Linked DNA regions of Mus musculus: regions 1, 2, 4 and 5 are each linked to region 3. A link is a contact called in public Hi-C, HiCAR-type and HiChIP or PLAC-seq data. All regions are on one chromosome and are shown on one strand. The core of a region is the stretch at or near the end of the contact, and the rest is flanking DNA. Distances in the headings are between cores, read along the strand shown. Region 1 holds the start of Commd5 (COMM domain containing 5). Region 2 holds the start of Arc (activity regulated cytoskeletal-associated protein). Region 3 holds the start of Mafa (v-maf musculoaponeurotic fibrosarcoma oncogene family, protein A (avian)). Region 4 holds the start of Them6 (thioesterase superfamily member 6). Region 5 holds the start of Rbfox2 (RNA binding protein, fox-1 homolog (C. elegans) 2).

Region 1 (3,621 bases), core at 945-3,444, 1.2 Mb after region 3:
ACTAAGAGCAACAAAGCTAGCATATTGGTATCTTTCATCCTAGTACATGGGAGGTAGAGGAGACAGAGAGAGCAAAGGCAGAGGCAGGCAGGTCTCTAGGAGTTTGAGGTCGGGCTGGTCTATGCACTTAAGTTCCAGGATAGCCAGAGCTACTTAAGGCAGGGCTACCCTGTGTTGGGGTTCAAGAATTGCCACATGAAACCCACATCAACCTCAGTTAAGAACTTATTGAACGCATACCCCAGACTCATCAATCAGGACCACCAAAAAGACCCAGAGCCTAAGTGTATCAGCCAGGCCTCAGGGCAGGCGTTTTATAGGAAAAGTCAGGAAGTGAAGAGGCATAACATTTTTGGCTAACCATACAGCTAACTTATTGGTCTTAGGTGAAGTAAGAGAGGATGGGGGGCGCAATACATTGAGATAATAGAGTAGAGGTGAACCCTAACTTTTTGGCTGAGTAGCAGTCTCCAGTGTCAGCTATGGATAATTTCTTCTGGGAAGTGGAGCCTGAGAACCTGAACTTAATTTTAACTTATGAACAAAATGGAGACTGGATACAAAATGGCTCCAGTTATGTTAAATAGAGAGCAGGCTCCACACTCTCCCTTAAAATACCACCAGCCGCCGGGCGTGGTGGCGCATGCCTTTAATCCCAGCACTCGGGAGGCAGAGGCAAGTGGATCTCTGAGTTCCAGGACAGCCTGGTCTACAAAGTGAGTTCTAGGACAGCCAGGGCTACACACAGAAACCCTGTCTCGGAAAAACAAACAAACAAACAAAATGCCACCAGCCATGGTGACCTCTGTCTCCACATGCACACATATGCACATGCATTTACACATACATGTGTACCCACACACACGTGAGCACACACAGAAATGCACATCCCCTTCGCTAAAAAAAAAAAAAGATCCCCAAACAAAAGGCTTTTATGAACATATATTAGATATAGGTTGAATTTTGTTCTTCAAAAGATATCCTGGAGTCCTAAGATCTCCGGAACCTGAGAGTAAATGAGACACTATTTGGAACAATGGTCCTGGTAAGTGAAGTCATGAGAATGCTTACAGGAAAGTCGAAATCCCACCTAAAGATGGAGGCAGTGAGCCAGGAAGTGGTGGCATGGCACATGCCTTTAATTCCAGCATTCAGGAGCAGAAGCAGTCTGTCTGGAGACAGAGATTAGAGTGATATATCCAAGCTAAGGAATGTCAAGGATGTTTGGCTGCAAGCTAATGTTGCAAGGGGCTCAAGAACATGGTCCTATCAACACTTAGAGCTTCTGGAACCATTATATTTCTGCTATATCACGAAATTAATTTTGGCTGCTTAGGAAGTGTGTGTGTGTGTGTGTGTGTGTCTGTGTGTGTTATTTATTTAAGATGGAATCTCTGTGTAGCCCTGACTGGCCTAGAACTCACAGAGATCTCTTTGCCTCTGCCTCCCAAGTGTTGGAATTAAAGGTGTACACCATAACGCCCAACTTCCTCCAATCTCTGATGAAGCAACACACCAAGTTCTTCAGGTTGACCTTGAACTCACTCTGGAGCCCAGATTAGCCCTGCCTTGGGTTTGCGATCATCCTGTCCCAGGCTCTTCCGATCACTCGCTTATATCACCAGGGCTGGGTCATTAGCCATTCATACCATCCTTGATAAAACGTCCAGACTTTGCCGGCAAAATTAATCACCTACCCCAAAAGCTTCTTGGGGCTATAATGCATATACCACACAAATTTACCCCCCCCCCCCACTTCTGCGGGGAATTCTGTTTGGTTTATTGAAATTGTTTGGGTTTGTTTGTTTGTTTGTTTGAGACAGGGTATGTAGCGCTGCCTGTGCTGGAACTCTGTGTAGACCCGACTGACCTTGAACTGTTTCTGCCTCCTAGTGCTCGGATTAAAAGACGTGGGCCGCCGCCTAGACCATCTAAGTATTTTAAAATATGCAATTCGTTGGCATCAACCACAATAATTCTTACGTCTGTTCTTCACATGGGGCTGCACAGGCCAGCAGAATCCATGCATCCCACACGGAAGCTAACTGAACTTTCCTCTCGCTTCCCAAAACACTGTTAGAAGGCAAGCGACCGGGCGGCGCATGCGCTCGGCTCCCGGGACCACAGAGAGCCACGGTCGCGCTTTCCTAGAGCGGCCCGGAAGTGTCTAAGTGGCACTTCCTGAGACTCGGCCAAGTTTCAGCTGCTGCCAGCCACAGCCAGCTCCTGCGGATAGCTTCCTCCAGGTGCAGAGGGCGTTCAAGGCTTAGTTTGTATTTGTAATGTGTGATTTAGGTCTTCCAGAGCTATGATGAGGATTCAGGGTTTGGGGGGGTCCTCGTTCCCTATTTATGTAGGATTTTGGTGCGCGCTTCAGTTTCTTGGTTCTTTTCCCTGCCAACTGTTAAATCTCCGGGACGCCTCCCTTCTGCTAGACTCAGGCGGGCTCCTTTGCCGCAAGGTCTCAGGGCCACCTCCAAAGCATGCATCCTATTTGCTATCTATCCTTGGTAGACAGGCGGGTGGGAGCCCCTCATCCACCCCCAGTTTTTAGTACATGAAGCTCCCGAGTAGGAAGTCACTTGTCTCTCCTTCACCTCTCCAGGCTACTGTGGTTAGTACCTTCTCTCCGGCCTGGTCAAGAAAGGGAAAGGAAGGATGTCTGCGTTGGGGGCTGCGGCTCCATACTTACACCATCCAACTGACAGTCACAGCGGCCGGGTCAGTTTCCTGGGTTCCCAGCCCTCTGCAGAAGTGACGGCAGTGGCCCAGCTCTTGAAGGACTTAGACAGGAGCACCTTCAGAAAGTTGTTGAAACTCGTAGTCGGGGCCCTCCATGGGAAAGACTGCAGAGAGGCCGTGCAGCACCTTGGTGCCAGCGCCAACCTGTCAGAGGAGCGTCTGGCCGTCCTGCTGGCGGGCACACACACCCTGCTCCAGCAGGCTCTCCGGCTGCCCCCTGCCAGTCTGAAACCAGATGCCTTCCAGGACGAACTCCAGGAACTTGGCATTCCCCAAGATATGATTGGAGATCTGGCCAGTTTGGCATTTGGGAGTCAACGCCCTCTTCTCGACTCTGTAGCCCAGCAGCAGGGATCCTCGCTGCCTCGTGTGTCGAATTTCCGGTGGCGGGTGGATGTGGCCATCTCAACCAGTGCTCAGTCCCGCTCCCTGCAACCGAGTGTTCTCATGCAGCTGAAGCTCACAGATGGATCGGCACACCGCTTCGAGGTGCCCATAGCCAAATTCCAGGAGCTGCGCTACAGCGTGGCGTTGGTCCTTAAGGAGATGGCAGAGCTGGAGAGAAAGTGTGAGCGCAAACTGCAGGACTGAACCCTGGTACTGTGGGGTGCTGAAGCTGGTACCAGAACCCAGCCGCACTGGTGATGAGGATGTAAGAACATATTTTAAGTGAAAAGACAGCTGGGACTTTTGGGTTTTGTTTTACAAGTAAACAGCTGGGCTGAGGCTGGAGAATGTGAAATGTAAGGCCGGCCTGGCTGGGTTTTACGTAGTGAGGCTCAGTTTCGAATTAAAGAGGTAAAGCAACTATTAAAAACATGTTATTCTATTAGGGAATTAAACCTACCTGTCCCTTCCCCAGCTGTGCTCCTGGATGAG
Region 2 (3,466 bases), core at 468-2,967, 1.1 Mb before region 3:
CTGGACACTGGAGCAGAATGAGGAAGCCAGATCGTGTTCTGTGATGGTCTGAGAGTGTAGAGGGTGAGGCCAATGGGGCTGGGGGCCAGGACCAGGGCAGACAGATGAGGGGTAGGCGGCAGGTGGGAGCCCTATGGGAAAGGGGCTTCTTGATGTTCAGTCCATGTAGCATGGTTGTGTGGCAGTTGTGAGTCAGGCCAGGTCAGTGGGTGAGTAGATGTCTGGCTGGACAGGGCATCCCTTTGGGAGTCAGCCCCAGCTCAAGTCCTAGTTGGCAAAAGCCACAGGCTGGGTGTGGCAGGCGGGCTGGGGACCCTGGGCTGGCCCCTCTATTCAGGCTGGGTCCTGTCACTGGCTACTGACTCGCTGGTAAGAGCAGGTGTGAGTGCCTCCGTCTCATCCTCTGTGGGCAGTGGGGTGCCAGAAGGCTCAGCTGCCTGCTCCAGGCCGTCCTGCACTTCCATACCCCTCTGGATAAGCTGCTCCAGGGTCTTGGGGAGTGGGTGGCGCAGAAAGCGCTTGAGTTTGGGCTGCAGGGTGCCCACCACATACTGAATGATCTCCTCCTCCTCAGCGTCCACATACAGTGTCTGGTACAGGTCCCGCTTGCGCCAGAGGAACTGGTCGAGTGGTTCACCCTGCTTCTGCGGCAGCTCCAGCTCCCGCTGAATGGCTTCACGGGAGAGTGTACCCTCACTGTATTGCAGAAACTCCTTCTTGAACTCCACCCAGTTCTTCACCGAGCCCTGCTTGAACTCCCACCACTTCTTGGCTGGCCCATTCATGTGGTTCTGGATCTGGGACAGCCAATATTCTTCAGAGCCACCCACCTGCCGCAGGTACTCTTCCAGGTGGCTCAGGAACTCCCGTGGGTCCTCGAAGATCTGTGTATCCACACCAGGGCTCGGTTGCCCATCCTCACCTGGCCCCCAAGACTGATATTGCTGAGCCTCAACTGACTCCTGTTCAGGCAGTTCTCCTGCGGCAGGTGGCGGGGTGATGGCATAGGGGCTAACGGTATAGTCATAGCCATCAGCTTCCTGGCAGTAGGGCTCTGGACCCCCCACACCTACAGAGACAGTGTGGCGGGCCGGCTCGCTGCCCACTGGGTATTTGCCGCCCATGGACTCCAGGCGGTCAGCCCACCTCTCCAGACGGTAGAAGACCTCCCTCCACACGTGCATCTCACGCTTGACCCAGCGCTCCAGGTTGGCGATGGTCTCCTGGCAGCGGCAAAGACAGGCCTTGATGGACTTCTTCCAGCGCTGTGAGTCGCCGGTGGGCACGTAGCCGTCCAAGTTGTTCTCCAGCTTGCCCACCGACCTGTGCAACCCTTTCAGCTCTCGCTCCACCTGCTTGGACACTTCGGTCAACAGATGCCGGTGGGTCCTCCGTACGTGTTCCAGCATCTCAGCTCGGCACTTACCAATCTGCAGGATCACATTGGGTTTGGCGGCCGGCCCACCCCGCGGGGCAGGGTAGGCGTGGAGGCCGCCGGTGGTCATATGGTCCAGCTCCATCTGGTCGTCGGTGCTGCGGCTCCGAACAGGCTAAGAACTCCTCTGAGGCAGAAGCCGGAAGGGAGCAGAGCCGGCGGCTGCAGCGGCAGTGGCAGGTGTGCGGTGCCGGAGGAGCTTAGCGAGTGTGGCAGGCTCGTCGCCGCTGAAGCTAGAGAGGCCCAGAGACTGCGGCTGCGGGAGAACTCGCTTGAGCTCTGCACCGAAACCGCCACCAGCGGCTATTTATGCTGCGCGGGGCCCGTGGGCGGCAGCTCGTGGAGCCCTGGCTCCCATTGGCGGCGCCCAGGCTCCGCGCCAGAGCCCGCCCGCGCCCTCTCCTGCCGCAGGCCCCGCCTTCCGCGCCTACTCGCTCCCCTCCCGTGGGTGCCCTCAAGGACCCGCCCCTTCACAGCCCCGAGTGACTAATGTGCTCTGCTGCGCGCCTCCCACCGGGAGGGATTTTGGGGACCGGAGACACTCTCCTCTACCTAGTCCTGGGCAGCGAGGATGAGGCTAAGGCAGGTTATTACCTACTGTTTGCCCTGGGGCCTCATGATCTCTTTTCTTAGGGAGCAGCTGGACGTTACCCCTCTGAATCTTTGATGCGCCCATCCTGACTCTTGCCCATCCTGACCACACAGTATGCAACTTCAGAAGTGCCTGGTAGGAATCTCTCACTCCAAACCCTTCTATCCTCAGCTGCCTTTGGTTAGCGGGACACACACACACACACACACACACACACACACACACACACACACCTACTTCCTGCCCAACCTTGCCCCAAGAGTCATAAGTCCAAATCCTAGCCTGGTCCAATATTGTTCGGGAACTCCACTCAGGCAAGGCTTTTTCTGGACCCCTTCATAGGTTTGTGGACACTGAGTGGCCCTGTCTGTGTGTCAGTGGCTGAACAGGGCCGCAGTGCCCTGAAACAGATGTATCACTTGAACCTGTACAGACACTGGGGTAGGGCATAGGGATATCAAGATGTGTAGGCAACATTGCTGAACCCTGAAGTCCCTAGGACCCAGCCACAACTGGACCAGAAGCTTCTCAAGCCTTCCAAGAGGTTAGTCCGGAGGAAGGAGGGAGGGAGAAGGAGGAAGGAGGGGAAGGAGCCTGCAGAGGAAAGCAAGATGCCATATAAGGAATGGGGCTCCGGAAGCTGAGATTCCCTCTAGAGGGAGGCCCCTTCCGATTCCCTGGCAACAGCCAACAGCGCTGTGGTGCAGTGGGGGAGGGCATCCTTCTTGACTTACACCAAGCCAGAAACACAGGTCTAGGTCTCCCATTTCCTGATGTTACTTGGGGACATATCACTGCCCACAGCAGAAGCCTACAGGGGCCCACAGACACATGGTGCCTGCAAGAACCCCCTTTCCTCTCTGCCAGCTCCCCCTCTCTCACACTCATACATACACACTGAACACTCATACCAACCAGCACTTAGCCCACTCACACCCTTCCATGTAGACTCATGCCCCCCACTCACGGCCCTCTCTGTGGACTCATGCCCCCCACTCATGGCCTTCCACACACACACCAGTGGCCCCCACTTGTAATCCACGTGTACTCACATCTCAGCTTCTCCCACCCCACTTTTGCTCACACACCTACAGAACTCTCCTAACCTCATATCCCTCAGAGCCCCCTCCTCTGTTTTCAAGAAGCTTTGGGGAGCCCTGCCTCTCTTAGAGCCAACCTGTCCCCCCTCCCCCCCCCCTCCACACACACACCCAGGGCTTCCATCCCTGAGAGGAATGTCTTTCTGGGGGAAAAAAAACTCCCCTAAAATGGCTCTCCTGGCATTTCTAATTAGAGGTGAGTAGGCGGACACAGAAGGCAGGCAGAGGGGCATCACTGCAGGGAGGGGAAACAAGCAGAGAAATTGCTAGAATAGGGACTAACTAGAGTTTTCCTATGGGGGAATCCTGGGAGCCGGGAGCTGCAGGCCTGAGTCTGGA
Region 3 (3,677 bases), core at 1,144-3,643:
TTAAAAATTTTTTCTTCTAGAACTGTGCATTACTTTTTAAATTCTTTCGCTTCTCTGGAAGGTTAAAATAAGATATATTTCCCCAAGAGTCATAAATACGATCTGGTGCATAGAGAAATAGCAGCGCGGGAGTCCGGGCCAGCCCCAACCCGGCTGAGCACGGCCACCCCCCACCCCCCTCCCCCAGTCGAGTATAGCAGGACAGTGGGACCAACACGCAGGTAAGTTCCTCGGCTTCCTCTACAGGGAGCAGCGAACAGGGTGGGGACAAGCGGGCTGGAAGGCAGGCAGGGCCGGACCCCTCAGAGCGAATGAGCGAGGAGGGCACATGCGGGCACTCGCCGACCTCCGAGGGCGCACGGGGACCAGGGGGTTCCTCCGGGTTTTCTAATTACCAAGCAAAATAAATATTAATGTTGCGAAAATATGACTGCTTTAAAAAGGAGGAGGAGGAGTAAAAACAGAGCAAGTAAACGGAGGCAGAAAGAAAGACGACAGAGGAGCGCGGGGCCGGCGGAGGCTACCGGGAGCTGGTGGCGGCGCGGCCCCGCTGCGGCTGGGCGGAGGTTGGGACGCAGAACTGCGCTCCACGTCTGTACAAGTGGACGCTGCCGAGGAAGTCAGACCTGGCTCGGACTTCCCTAAGCAATCACCGTTCCCGGGGCGCCGAGGGACCCCGGCAAAGTCTAGCCGGCGACCCCGAAGACGCTCGGACCGGGGCCCGGCGGGAGAGGCGCACCGCGGTAGGTACCTGGAGCTGGGGCTTGGCGGCGGGGTGCGCAGGGCGGACAGGAGGACCCCGGCAGCTGCGGCTGCACCGCCGGAGCGCGCGTCCCGGGCCTCAGAGTCTGAACCGAGACCGGGGCGGCCTGCGCAAACTTGTCCCCGGCCGTGGCGAGGCCCAGGGTCCGGCACTCACAGAAAGAAGTCGGGTGCGCCTTTGGCCGCCCCGGGGCCAGCCTGCGCTGGCGAGGGCTCCCGAGGGAAGCCGGCCCCGCCCGCGCCCCCGGGGCCGCCCCGGCCCGCCAACTTCTCGTATTTCTCCTTGTACAGGTCCCGCTCCTTGGCCAGACGCCCCACCTCCAGCTTCAGCTGCTCCACCTGGCTCTGGAGCTGGCACTTCTCGCTCTCCAGAATGTGCCGCTGCTGCACCCGCTTGAAGCGGCACGACTGCGCGTAGCCGCGGTTCTTGAGCGTGCGCCGCTTCTGTTTCAGTCGGATGACCTCCTCCTTGCTGAAGCCGCGGAGCTGCCGGTTCAGCTCCCGCACGGACATGGATACCAGCTGGTCGTCGGAGAAGCGCTCCTCCAAGCGCACGTGGTGGCCTGCGCCGCCTCCGCCGTGACCCGCGCCTCCGCCGTGGTGGCCAGAGCCTCCGTGGTGGTGATGGTGGTGATGGTGATGGTGGGCAGAGTGATGATGGTGGGCAGTGTGGTGTGCGCCGTGGTGGTGGCCGGCACCCATGTCGTCCGCGCCGCCGCCGCCCGCGAAGCTCTGACCCCGGAAGGCCTCATAGGCCGCAGCAGCCGCCGGGTGATGCGCGCCGTGGTGCGCGCCGTGGTGGCCGCTGCCGATGAGCGCCTCCACCGCGTCCTCCGGCGTCAGGTTGAGCGCCTCGGGGTTCAGGTGGTGCTGGTACCCGCTCATCCAGTACAGATCCTCCAGCACCGCTTTTCCTGAGGCGCCCCCGACAGTGCCGGGGCCTCCACTCGGCGGCCCCGGGGCGCCCCCGGCCTGAGCCGCGCTGCCCCCGCCGCCCGCGCCGCCGCCTGTGCCCGGGCTGGGTGCGCAGAAGCTGGGCGAAGAGGGCACCGAGGAGCAGGGCGTGCTGAGGGGCGTCGAGGACAGCGAGCCGGGCGGCAGGCGGTGGCAGAAGCGCTCGGCCTCGGGCGGCTCCTTCTTCACCTCGAACTTCATCAGGTCGAAGTCGTTGACGTACTCGATGGCCAGTGGGCTGCTGGGCAGCTCTGCGCCCATCGCCAGCTCCGCGGCCATCGCCCGGGGCCCCAGCCCCGCCGCCGCGCCCGGCCGCGCCCCGACGGGCGGCGGGGGAGCGTGGGGGGAGCCGCGGGCCTCTCTCCCCCTAGCTCCCCCCCGGGCCGCGGTGGGCTCAGGCTCTGGTCGCGCCGCCGAAGGGCGCAGCAGCAAAAGTTTCCTGCTGTCAACTCTGGGCTGTGCTCAGGGGACGCCGCCGGCCAGGCCTCTCGGGTGGCCCCCCGGCCCGCTACGAGCGGGCGCAGGGCCCCCAATCCTGCCCTCCTCCTCCTTCTGTTCCTCCGCGGTCCTGGCCTGGAGGGTGCAGAGGCCGCGCCCCGGGCTCAGCCGCGCTCCGGGCTCTCCCGCCCGGCCCCGCCCCGCGCCCCACCCGCGCTGCCGGCCGGCCCCGCCTCCCTCGGCCCGGCGCAGAGCCGCACAAGCCTTTATAGAGACGCGCTTCTGGGCCCGCCTCCCCAGGTGGGGGCCGACGCCCCCGGGCCAATCGGAGCCCCAGACCTGCCGCCCTCATTTGCCTATCCCCATGGCAACCCGGAGCCCAGCTGTCAATCTCCTGCGGGAAACAGCTGTGGGAAGGGGTGGGGAAGGGCCGTCGGCAAGAGGAGTGGGCAGGGCCCCCTGGTGGCCGCCGCATGGGACTGCACAGCAGAGGGCGCGAGACCAAGTGGCAGATTCTGAGGTTCCAGGATCGTAAAGCCAGAGAGTGCAGGGAAGCTGAGGAGGCCCTCGTCCAGGGTACTCCTTCGGTGTCTCAGATCCATTAGGTGGTCTAGCTGGCTGTGTCCCGCACCAGGCCCAAGTGGCCTGGAGTCTCCAGAATGGGGACCTCTAACTATCCTGACACCGGTGACTCCCGAGCTGCCCGGGAGCGCCAGCTATTTTTATCCTGTGGTTGGGATGGGTTCAGGAATTCAGTCAACAAAGTTGCTGGCACCTCGGGCGGCGGGATGCACGGTGGAACCGCAGGCCTCTGAGCGTTGTGGTAGGTGGAGTGGGACAGACGCCTGTGGCCACCACGGGGCTAGAGGAGCAGGTCTCGGGTACTCCCTGCGTAGAGAACCCATTTCTCTGAATTGAATTCATGGGGCTGATGGGTCTGGACGCCTGCAGAAATGCCCACAAGGAATCTCAGACCCAGCTGCCCACCAGGGCGGTTTGGAGGAGCCTTGCTGGGTGGGGGCAAGTTGGAGTGACAAGTGGCAAGCAGATTGCCACCGTCACACTTGCTGAATGTCTCTACACACCTAGTAGGAGGCCGCTTCCGAGCAAAAGAAAGCCACAAGGACAACAGGGAGGGTGGGTGACAAGATGTGAGTTCTGTGACACCCTCCCCTCCCCTCCCTCCTCCAGAATTCCAGATCCCAACCGAAGATAGAAAGGGCGTGCATTCACGAACAACAGCTGGATGTGACCCAGAGTGCGGTTTTCTCCTCTCTGTTATCTATAATCTTATATGCCGTTGACTATTAAAAATAATAGACGGGCAATGGTGGTGCAGGCCTTTAGCCCCAGCTCTCCCAAGACAGGAAGATTTCTGGGAGTTCAAGGCCAGCCTGGTCTACAGAGCAAGTCCCAGGACAGCCAAGTCTGCACAGAGAAATCTTGCCTCGAAAAACTAAAAATCAATCAATCAGTCAATCAATCAATCAATCAATCAATCGATTCTTAAATATAAACCATTT
Region 4 (3,903 bases), core at 969-3,468, 1.0 Mb before region 3:
TCAACACTCCTGCACACCCTAGACCCACCCCACGAAAGGAGTCTGCAGGACAGCAGACTCAGATAAATATGAAAAATATGGGAGTATTCAGTTTCTTAACACAAGAGCTGGGAGAACAAAGGAAAGAGGATACCAGAGGCTGGCACGGAATGGCCATCCTTTTGTGGTAGACTCAGCCCACCAGGGACCACACTTCAGCTGCCCCTTAGCCAAGACTCTCTCTCCCTGTGGTTTGTGCCCACAAGGTGCTGCAGGCCAAGAGTGCCCCAGAGCAGAGAGACTGAGATGAGACCCTTCACCCCCTATCCTGGAGACTTCCTTGCAATGAGTTATTAAAGTTAGAATGAGGGAAGTAGCAGAAGGTGCTCTGAGAAGTAACGAGCCCCTGGATCCCAAGATCAAGTCTATGCCCTGGAATGGGTTTCTAACTCCCTCATAGTTTCAGTCACCAGTGTAGTGCCACTCATCTAGAGGGGCGGAGCTATGGAAGGATGGGGCGGGACCAGAATTTGGAGGGGCGGGGTTTAGGACCTGTCATCCTACTAGACCCCACCCTCCCACCCTAGCCATCCTGTGCCTTGTGTTCTCCCTGGTAGCTAAAATGAATTGCCCACCTGCCTCGAGGGCAAACACAGGAGCCCTCAAAGAGCCAAAGGTCCCTGAGCAAAGTTTCTGCATCCAGCATTCCTATTCATCCAGTGCTGGCAGGGGAAGAGGCATATTGAGCAATCCTTGGCACGGTATTGCCTTCTGCAGACACCGTGGTCGGTTAGAACAACCAGACCAGGCAGTCAGGGTTCGGCTATGAGATAGACATGCATTATATACACGTGAACCTTCAGCGAGGTGTGCTCAGGTCCCTGGGAGAGGACTCTGGCAATGTGACACAGGCTGGGGTACAGGAGAGGAAAATGAGAGCAAAGTGGACAGTGTGTAGAAGTGACGAGAGCAGCCAACAGAAAGGCTGGGAATGAAGGATGGTGACAGGAACAGAGGGGAGCCTGGAGGTGGGTGCTCATTCACATTCTTTCCTGTTTCAAAGGCCTGGCTACCAGTGGGCAGATCTCTCCCCTGGAGGCAAGAGACAGGGTGGACAGTAGGTGACAGAAAACCCATTATCTGAGCAATGAACTTAGAGAGCCTTACTTAGTCTCTTCCTTCTGAGGATCTGTCCCTCCCCAAGCTAGAGTACAGACCAGGACAAAGTGGGTGTTGTAAGTGTAACCAGTATGCGGGGAAGGTTCTTCTTCCGGTCCTTTGAAGCTACCCTAATAGGCAGTGAATTCCTTGTCTCTCCAGAGACCCCAGGCACTCGCTTTGCCAAAGCTCCTAGCTTCAGAAGTAAAACTGAAAAAGACCTGTGCTCTGGTCAGTGACTACAGCGGACCCACCCAGCTCAGCATGGGACAGTGGAGTGATGCTGACCAGGGTATCTGGAAGGCCATCAGCCCATCCATCCCTGGGCTCCCTACCAGTCACTTGCATACAGGATTGTTACAGAGTCCTGGAGAGGAGAGACAGCCTGACCTTGGGACCTACCCCTATGCCAAAGAAAAGGGACTGACATTCCACAAACCACGGTCTGCACCTTTAGCCCGGTTGATAATGTCATTTACATTCATCACACCCCTCTCCATGCCCCACCTCTCCTCCATCTTGCATTAAAAGAGATAAAGGGTAGGAATTATTGGGGTGTACTTGGGATAATCAAGATTTTTGGCGGGCGGGGACAAGTAACGTGCATGCAGACTGAGACTGAAAGACACCCGGAAGACCATGAACGTCCCAGGGGCCGTGCAGAAATGGGATGTCTGGATAGGCTCTCAGCATCCTTGGAGATGCATTGTTTGTTTTCCTGGCAAAGTTCCCCAGCTGCTCCGCAGAAGTTCTGGAATTCTTTGGCTATGCTCATCTGAGCTACTGACTGGATCACTAGCGGGAGCAGGCTTCCTTGTCACTCTTGCACCTGCAGGGCCGAGCGCCGTAGCCAGGTGGCGCTGTACTGCTCGGAGCGTCCCGCCGTGACCCGCCCCGCCCCGAGAAAAGCGAAAGCCGCTAACGCAGAGGACCCAGACTAGGCCATCGAGGACGCGCGCAGGGGGGAACCAGTATCTGTGCGAGCTACTCCAGCTCACGGCGCCGCTGCCTCTGGAGTACTCCCCCTCGGACTGCTGGAAGAGTTGGTGCGCTCCAGTCCTCGGAGCTCCCAGGCTTCAGGGCCGGCCGGCAGCAGGCAACCTGCGCAGCGGGCTCCTGGACACCAGGTGCCCGCTGCCAAGATGCTGGAGCTGTTGGTGGCGTCGTTATCCCTGGCGCTCGCCTTCTTTGCGCTGCTGGACGGCTGGTACCTGGTGCGCGTGCCGTGTGCTGTTCTGCGCGCACGCTTGCTGCAGCCGCGGGTCCGCGACTTATTGGCGGAGCAGCGGTATGCCGGCCGGGTGCTGCCATCGGACCTGGACCTGCTGCTACACATGAACAACGCGCGCTACCTGCGCGAGGCGGATGTGGCGCGCGCTGCGCACCTGACCCGCTGCGGTGTGCTGGGGGCGCTGCGCGACCTGAACGCGCACACGGTGCTGGCCGCCTCGTGCGCGCGCTATCGCCGCTCGCTGCGCCTGTTTGAGCCGTTCGAGGTACACACGCGACTGCAAGGCTGGGACGACCGCGCCTTCTACCTGGAGGCGCGTTTTGTCAGCCTTCGCGATGGTTTCGTGTGCGCCTTGCTGCGTTTCCGACAGCACGTGCTGGGCACCTCGCCGGATCGAGTAGTACAGCACTTGTGCAAACGGAGGGTGAGCAGCCCCACCCCGATGCCCCGGCCCTGTTTGGCTCTCAGCCCTCTCCCGCGAGAAAAACCCCTTTGAAGTTCTGGGACTGTTCCAATGTCGGAACACTTTTGCACGTTTCCTCTGTGTCCAAGGAGTTGCCCTTCTTGGGGTCCCCATCATCTATGAACCAAGGCTTTTCCGTTCAGGCCTAGCCAGTTTTGAATTTACTCCCAAGCACAGAGTTTCTCCTCTCTCCCTCTCTTCTAGAACTGAGATGCTCAGAGTAGGTATCTCAGCTAGGAGTCTGAGTCCTAGTTCTGTGTGTTCTACAGTGCTGAGTCACCCTCTGTGGTCTTTGGTTTTGAGTATGGGATAAAAGGATGTCAGTTAGAAGCAGTTGCTGGGAATTCTAGTGGACTCGAGGCCCTCTTTGGCGCAGCTTGCAGCAGAGAGGACTGGGGGTTGGATTGACCCCAGGGGACCACAAGCCTTGAGTCTTTCCAAGGTTGGAAGGAGGAGAACCCTGTGCCTGCTGGGACACAAGGCCCCTCCCCAGGGTCCACTCCTCTAGCACGGTGGCAGAGCTAGCTACTGCAGTATAGCAACTGTGACCTTGGAGACAGCCAGAGTAGTGATGGTTGCCAAGGCAGGCTCCTGAAGAGTACCAGGGCATGCCCCACCCTATTGTTCCCGCCTGTCTTGGACAAGTGCCTCCTCTTAGAGTATAGGAATGACCTTACATCAGTGCTGAGGGGCTATATCTGAAGGGAAACACGGGCTCGAGAAGTCCTCCCAGCAATTGGTGGCAGAGAAGGCTCTCCCTCGCTTTCTCTCTTTATCTAGTCATGAGTTCCCATGGGCTGTTTGGTACTGGTTGATAAAGTGCCTGTAAGGGGTGAGGGGACTGGAGGTGCAGCCCCAGCTAGCAGTAACAGCTTGGAGGAGGCGAACTGAAGCACCCTGGCAACTCAGCTCAGCTGGAGGCCAGGGGGGTTGGCTGGGAGTTTCCATGGTTACTTGGGTCCCAGGCAGAGGCAGATATGGTACAAGACAGGCCAAGTCTGGGGTAGGGTTCTGTAAGCTGAGGAACTGTTCTGAGGCCAGGTGCCAGGATGGGGTGTCTCTGACAGTAAAG
Region 5 (3,645 bases), core at 1,138-3,637, 1.6 Mb after region 3:
TTATCCAATTGCACCCAAAGGACCTAATTCTGTCCTTCCTCTGCACATCCCAAGGTCCCTTCGCGCTATTCCATTTCCAAGTATCACTATCCTTAGCCAATGTGAAGGCAGTCAGCAAATAATAGGCCCCAGGCAAAAGAAAGGGAAAGCAATGAGAACACACTATTAACTAAGATTGACATAGGGGAAAAAAGACCAGATGTGTGCACACTCCAAGTGAACACACTCACCAGCATCTCTATCCAGTGGTCCCTCTTTACCATCCAGTGCTAAACCACTAAGTCTTCCCATTCTTCTATGGCTTTCAGATTGACCTAATGATCCCTCTGCCTGGCAGACTTCTTCTAAGGGAAATAAAAGCCAGCAAACAAAAGGATTCAAAAATAAACGCCCAGGAAATCCCTTGTGCCCAAATCAACAGAGGTAACAGGGTGGCTTCTGCAAAGGAGACAAGAGGCACACAGCATACATGCCAGCTCCTTCCCTGCCACAGGAAGTCAAGGCAGAGCACGGAAAGTCTCCTAGTACTGCAGAGATTTCCAAGAGTGGTGTAATGGAGAGAGCACAGAAATAGAAATCAGAACCAGCTAACTGGGTGGCTTTAGGCAAGTCACTAGTTTTCTCTGGACTTCTAACTCCCTATCAATAAAAATGAGGCAGTTAAAATACGCTGAAACTTGAACACACCCTCCCCCCCCCCAAAAAAAAAGATACAAAGTATTGACTCAATGCACATTAAGCCATTCTGCATAACTCTTCCGAGTACATTAGACTGAGAACTCCTGGTGGAAAAGATGATGGCGTTTCTGGTCCCTTCCATCTCTAACATTCTACGATTCTAAAAGAATTAGAAAGCATCCCGTTGCTGCTGTGAGCCTCTCCATTTCGTAGCCAATATTTTCTAAACAGAGAGCAAATCCTAAAGCCCTTAAGGATGCATTACCTTCTTCAAACTAAGTACTAACCGCCTGTATCAATATCTTTGTCATTTCCCACCCTCAACAATCAAGCTAACACTGGAGGCCACAACTCAGAAACCAGTCTCCTAACAGCCCTATAAATTTTCTTTTCTACCTCAGGATACTAAGGAGTTTACTCCGCATCCTACGAACGTAGGATGCAATGGGTAAAGCACAGGCGGGATCTGCCTGGTGTCTCTCTCCAGACTTAATAACATGCTGCACAAAACTGAGACAGAGCATCACACTACCAAACTCCGCGGACTTCTCAAGACTGCTCGAGTAACTGATTGAACCCACAAGCTAAGCCACATCCCCTTTCGGGCTCGCTCTCTCTCCAGGAGTTGGCTGGCTTTTCAGTCTGTTCTCCACATGCCGTTCCCCCTTTCCTCATCCCAGTGTAAACCAAAAGGCGCCCTTCTTCTCCGGAGCTTTCCCACCACCAGCTTCCCTCGCTCTCAGCTCGGCCCAACAGCTCTCCTCTGGACAAATCGACCCAAGAACCCTCAACTTCTCAACAAACTGAGCACAGGCTTAAGAAATGGACTGCATCCCGATCCTGTTCAATCCCAACTCCAAAAGGAAAAAAAAAAAAATCCCACTCCCTCGCGCTGCCTCCGGGGCCCCTCCAGCCCCTGCACCCGGCCCCAAGCCCACTCTCCAGCCAGGCCCACCCGGCGCCCGGAGGCCCGAGCCCGCCGCGGCCCTCCGTAACCGGGCGCCCGTCCCGCGCGGTCACCTGCATCCCGCCGTCGGCCGCCTCCTCTGTGCGTGGCCGCTTGCTCAGGCCGGGCTCGGGTCCGTCTGCCCCCGCTCCGGGCACCGGCAACTCCACCTCCGACTCCCGCTTCATGCCCCGGGCGGCAGCGCCGGGCCCGAGCTGAGGCGGCTGCTGCTGCGCCTGGCCGCCTTCCGCCATCCGCCCGCGCCCCCTTCGCCACCGGGAGCCGGGCGACCCGCGACAGGCCACCTCCCCCTGGGCCTCGGTGCCGACAGTCGCGACAGGCGGGCGCGCGCCGGCCCCGCCCCCCGCGTGCGTGTGTGCGTGCGCGTCGGTCCGGAGCCCGGCTTCGGCTTCGGCTTCACTACCGCTCCGACTCAGGTTATGGCTCCGGCTTCGGCTTCGGCCCCGGCTCCGGCTTCTGCTCCGGCTTCGCGCCGGCCGCTCGCTCGCTCTCTCACTCGCACGCGCGTGCGCCGATCCCTCGGTCCCTTGGTCCTTCAGTCCCGCGCTCCCTCACCACTCGCCAGCCGTGCGGGGAAGGGGACGGCCTGGGCTCCCAGCTTGGGGAGGGCTGTTTATTTGGGAGGAGGAGGAGCGCGAGGCCGCAGCGAGCTGACTGGTCGGGATCCTCCGTCCCGCCACTGTGGCAGCGCCGGGAAGGCGGGGAGAGAGAAAGGAGAGAAGGAGGGAGGAACCTGGATGTGTGGGACTCGGGCCGCCCGCGCGAGAGGAGGCTGTAGTGAGGGGGCGTGGCTACGCCCCTCGGCAATCTCCGTCGCCTCCGCGCGGGCCGCCCGCGGGAGGCCGGGAAGGACTCGGAAAAGCTCGGGAAGCTCGGGGATGCTCTGGGAAGCATGGAGAGAGAAGGGGCCGCCTCTTTTAAGGCGGTGGCCGGGGGGCGGAGCTTGAAGGGCAGGAGTTCGGGGGAGCAACTTGGACTAGTTGCACTAGTGAGAAGTGATGACCTGATCTCTCTCATCTGGCTTCCTGGGATTTAGGGAAGCAGAGGGGCGCTCTGCGAGAGGAAGGTCCCTTTGCCTCCTTCCTCTCCAGCCCAAGACCTGGGAAGTCCAGGAGTGATGGCTCCCATATAAACTTTTCTGAGAAATGGTGCTATGAAGCGAATAATTGCATCTCTAATGATGTCAATATTTCTGATGTTGCCAGGCATGGCGGTGGTGCACACCTTTAGTCCTAGGAAGTAGGAAGCAAAGACAGGAGTATCTCTGAGTTCGAAGCCAACCTGGTCTATCTGCATAGTGAGTTCCAGGATAGCCCTACACAGAAAAACTGTCTCTAATAATAGTAATAAATAACGCCTGGTGTTTTTTTAAGAGCTTTACGTTTACATAGGGCATTTACGGAACCATTTTGAGCCTGACAGTAGAAAACATGGTTTTAATCCAATGGATGGACCTGAATTTGTTCAAGTCCTGAAGCAGAAATATGTGGCCAGTCAAGATGGCAATCTCTTGGTTTTACTCCTTGCTGCCTGAATAGCCCTTCCTAGCTTATCAGCTTTGTGCAGTTAGGTCTGTCCGGTAGGTTTTCTCCACCTGATTGTAAATAGAAACTGCTTCTGCCTCTCAGGGTTCCATACTGTGACATGGAAAGGGATATTGTGCAATAACCTAGCTTCTAGCCTTACCCTTGCTTGCTACTTTAAACAAGTGAGTTTTTCTCTTTGGATCCCAACTGCAGTATCTGAAATAATCCTTTGGATCAGTGGTTCCCAGCCAAGAAAAAGTTTCAGACCCTTTCAGCATCTCCCACTTCCGTATTTGTCATATGGTAAATTTTGTTCTTCACAAATGGAGACTATACTGGCATTTACTGAATAGAAGCTTTGAATGTTATTCAGAACTCTACAGTGCAGAGAACAATCCCTGCAAGAGAGACTTGTCCAAACCAGAATGCCAATAGTTCAGAGATTGAGAAACCCCAGGTCAGGTGATGTCTAAG

What was found. A called contact is a pair of places that touch in the nucleus more often than the background predicts. HiCAR-type assays count read pairs that join an accessible place to other places. HiChIP or PLAC-seq counts read pairs in DNA pulled down with a chosen protein or histone mark.
Region 1: a Hi-C map of B cells shows a contact between it and region 3, with 6 read pairs. The contact joins the promoter of Commd5 here to the promoter of Mafa in region 3. A contact is called at or near these places in 1 of 484 Hi-C or Micro-C datasets (B cells) and 1 of 115 datasets of contacts at active chromatin or transcription factors (pancreatic cancer cells).
Region 2: an HNF4G HiChIP or PLAC-seq map of pancreatic cancer cells shows a contact between it and region 3. The contact joins the promoter of Arc here to the promoter of Mafa in region 3. A contact is called at or near these places in 1 of 39 promoter capture datasets (pre-B cells) and 2 of 115 datasets of contacts at active chromatin or transcription factors (embryonic stem cells and pancreatic cancer cells).
Region 4: a contact with region 3 is called in a HiCAR-type map of astrocytes, with 4 times the contacts expected there. The contact joins the promoter of Them6 here to the promoter of Mafa in region 3. A contact is called at or near these places in 2 of 39 promoter capture datasets (hippocampal neurons and pre-B cells), 1 of 484 Hi-C or Micro-C datasets (embryonic stem cells) and 4 of 115 datasets of contacts at active chromatin or transcription factors (astrocytes, embryonic stem cells and pancreatic cancer cells).
Region 5: an HNF4G HiChIP or PLAC-seq map of pancreatic cancer cells shows a contact between it and region 3. The contact joins the promoter of Rbfox2 here to the promoter of Mafa in region 3.

The regions. Positions count from the first base shown.
Region 1 is chr15:76,897,747-76,901,367 of GRCm38.p6, forward strand. Commd5 (COMM domain containing 5) reads left to right here and starts at 2,195. Exons shown (of 2, transcript NM_025536.2): 1 at 2,195-2,246; 2 at 2,606-3,551. The coding sequence starts at 2,659. The coding sequence ends at 3,333.
Region 2 is chr15:74,670,853-74,674,318 of GRCm38.p6, forward strand. It overlaps Arc (activity regulated cytoskeletal-associated protein), which reads right to left and starts at 1,718. Exons shown (of 3, transcript NM_018790.3): 1 at 1-1,718. The coding sequence starts at 1,520. The coding sequence ends at 330. Gm32994 (a long non-coding RNA gene) reads left to right here and starts at 2,161. Exons shown (of 5, transcript XR_003951652.1): 1 at 2,161-2,571.
Region 3 is chr15:75,745,928-75,749,604 of GRCm38.p6, forward strand. It overlaps Mafa (v-maf musculoaponeurotic fibrosarcoma oncogene family, protein A (avian)), which reads right to left and starts at 2,394. Exons shown (of 1, transcript NM_194350.2): 1 at 1-2,394. The coding sequence starts at 1,995. The coding sequence ends at 916.
Region 4 is chr15:74,719,016-74,722,918 of GRCm38.p6, forward strand. It overlaps Them6 (thioesterase superfamily member 6), which reads left to right and starts at 2,219. Exons shown (of 2, transcript NM_198607.1): 1 at 2,219-2,792. The coding sequence starts at 2,280.
Region 5 is chr15:77,304,666-77,308,310 of GRCm38.p6, forward strand. It overlaps Rbfox2 (RNA binding protein, fox-1 homolog (C. elegans) 2), which reads right to left and starts at 2,388. Exons shown (of 14, transcript NM_053104.6): 1 at 1,699-2,388. The coding sequence starts at 1,878.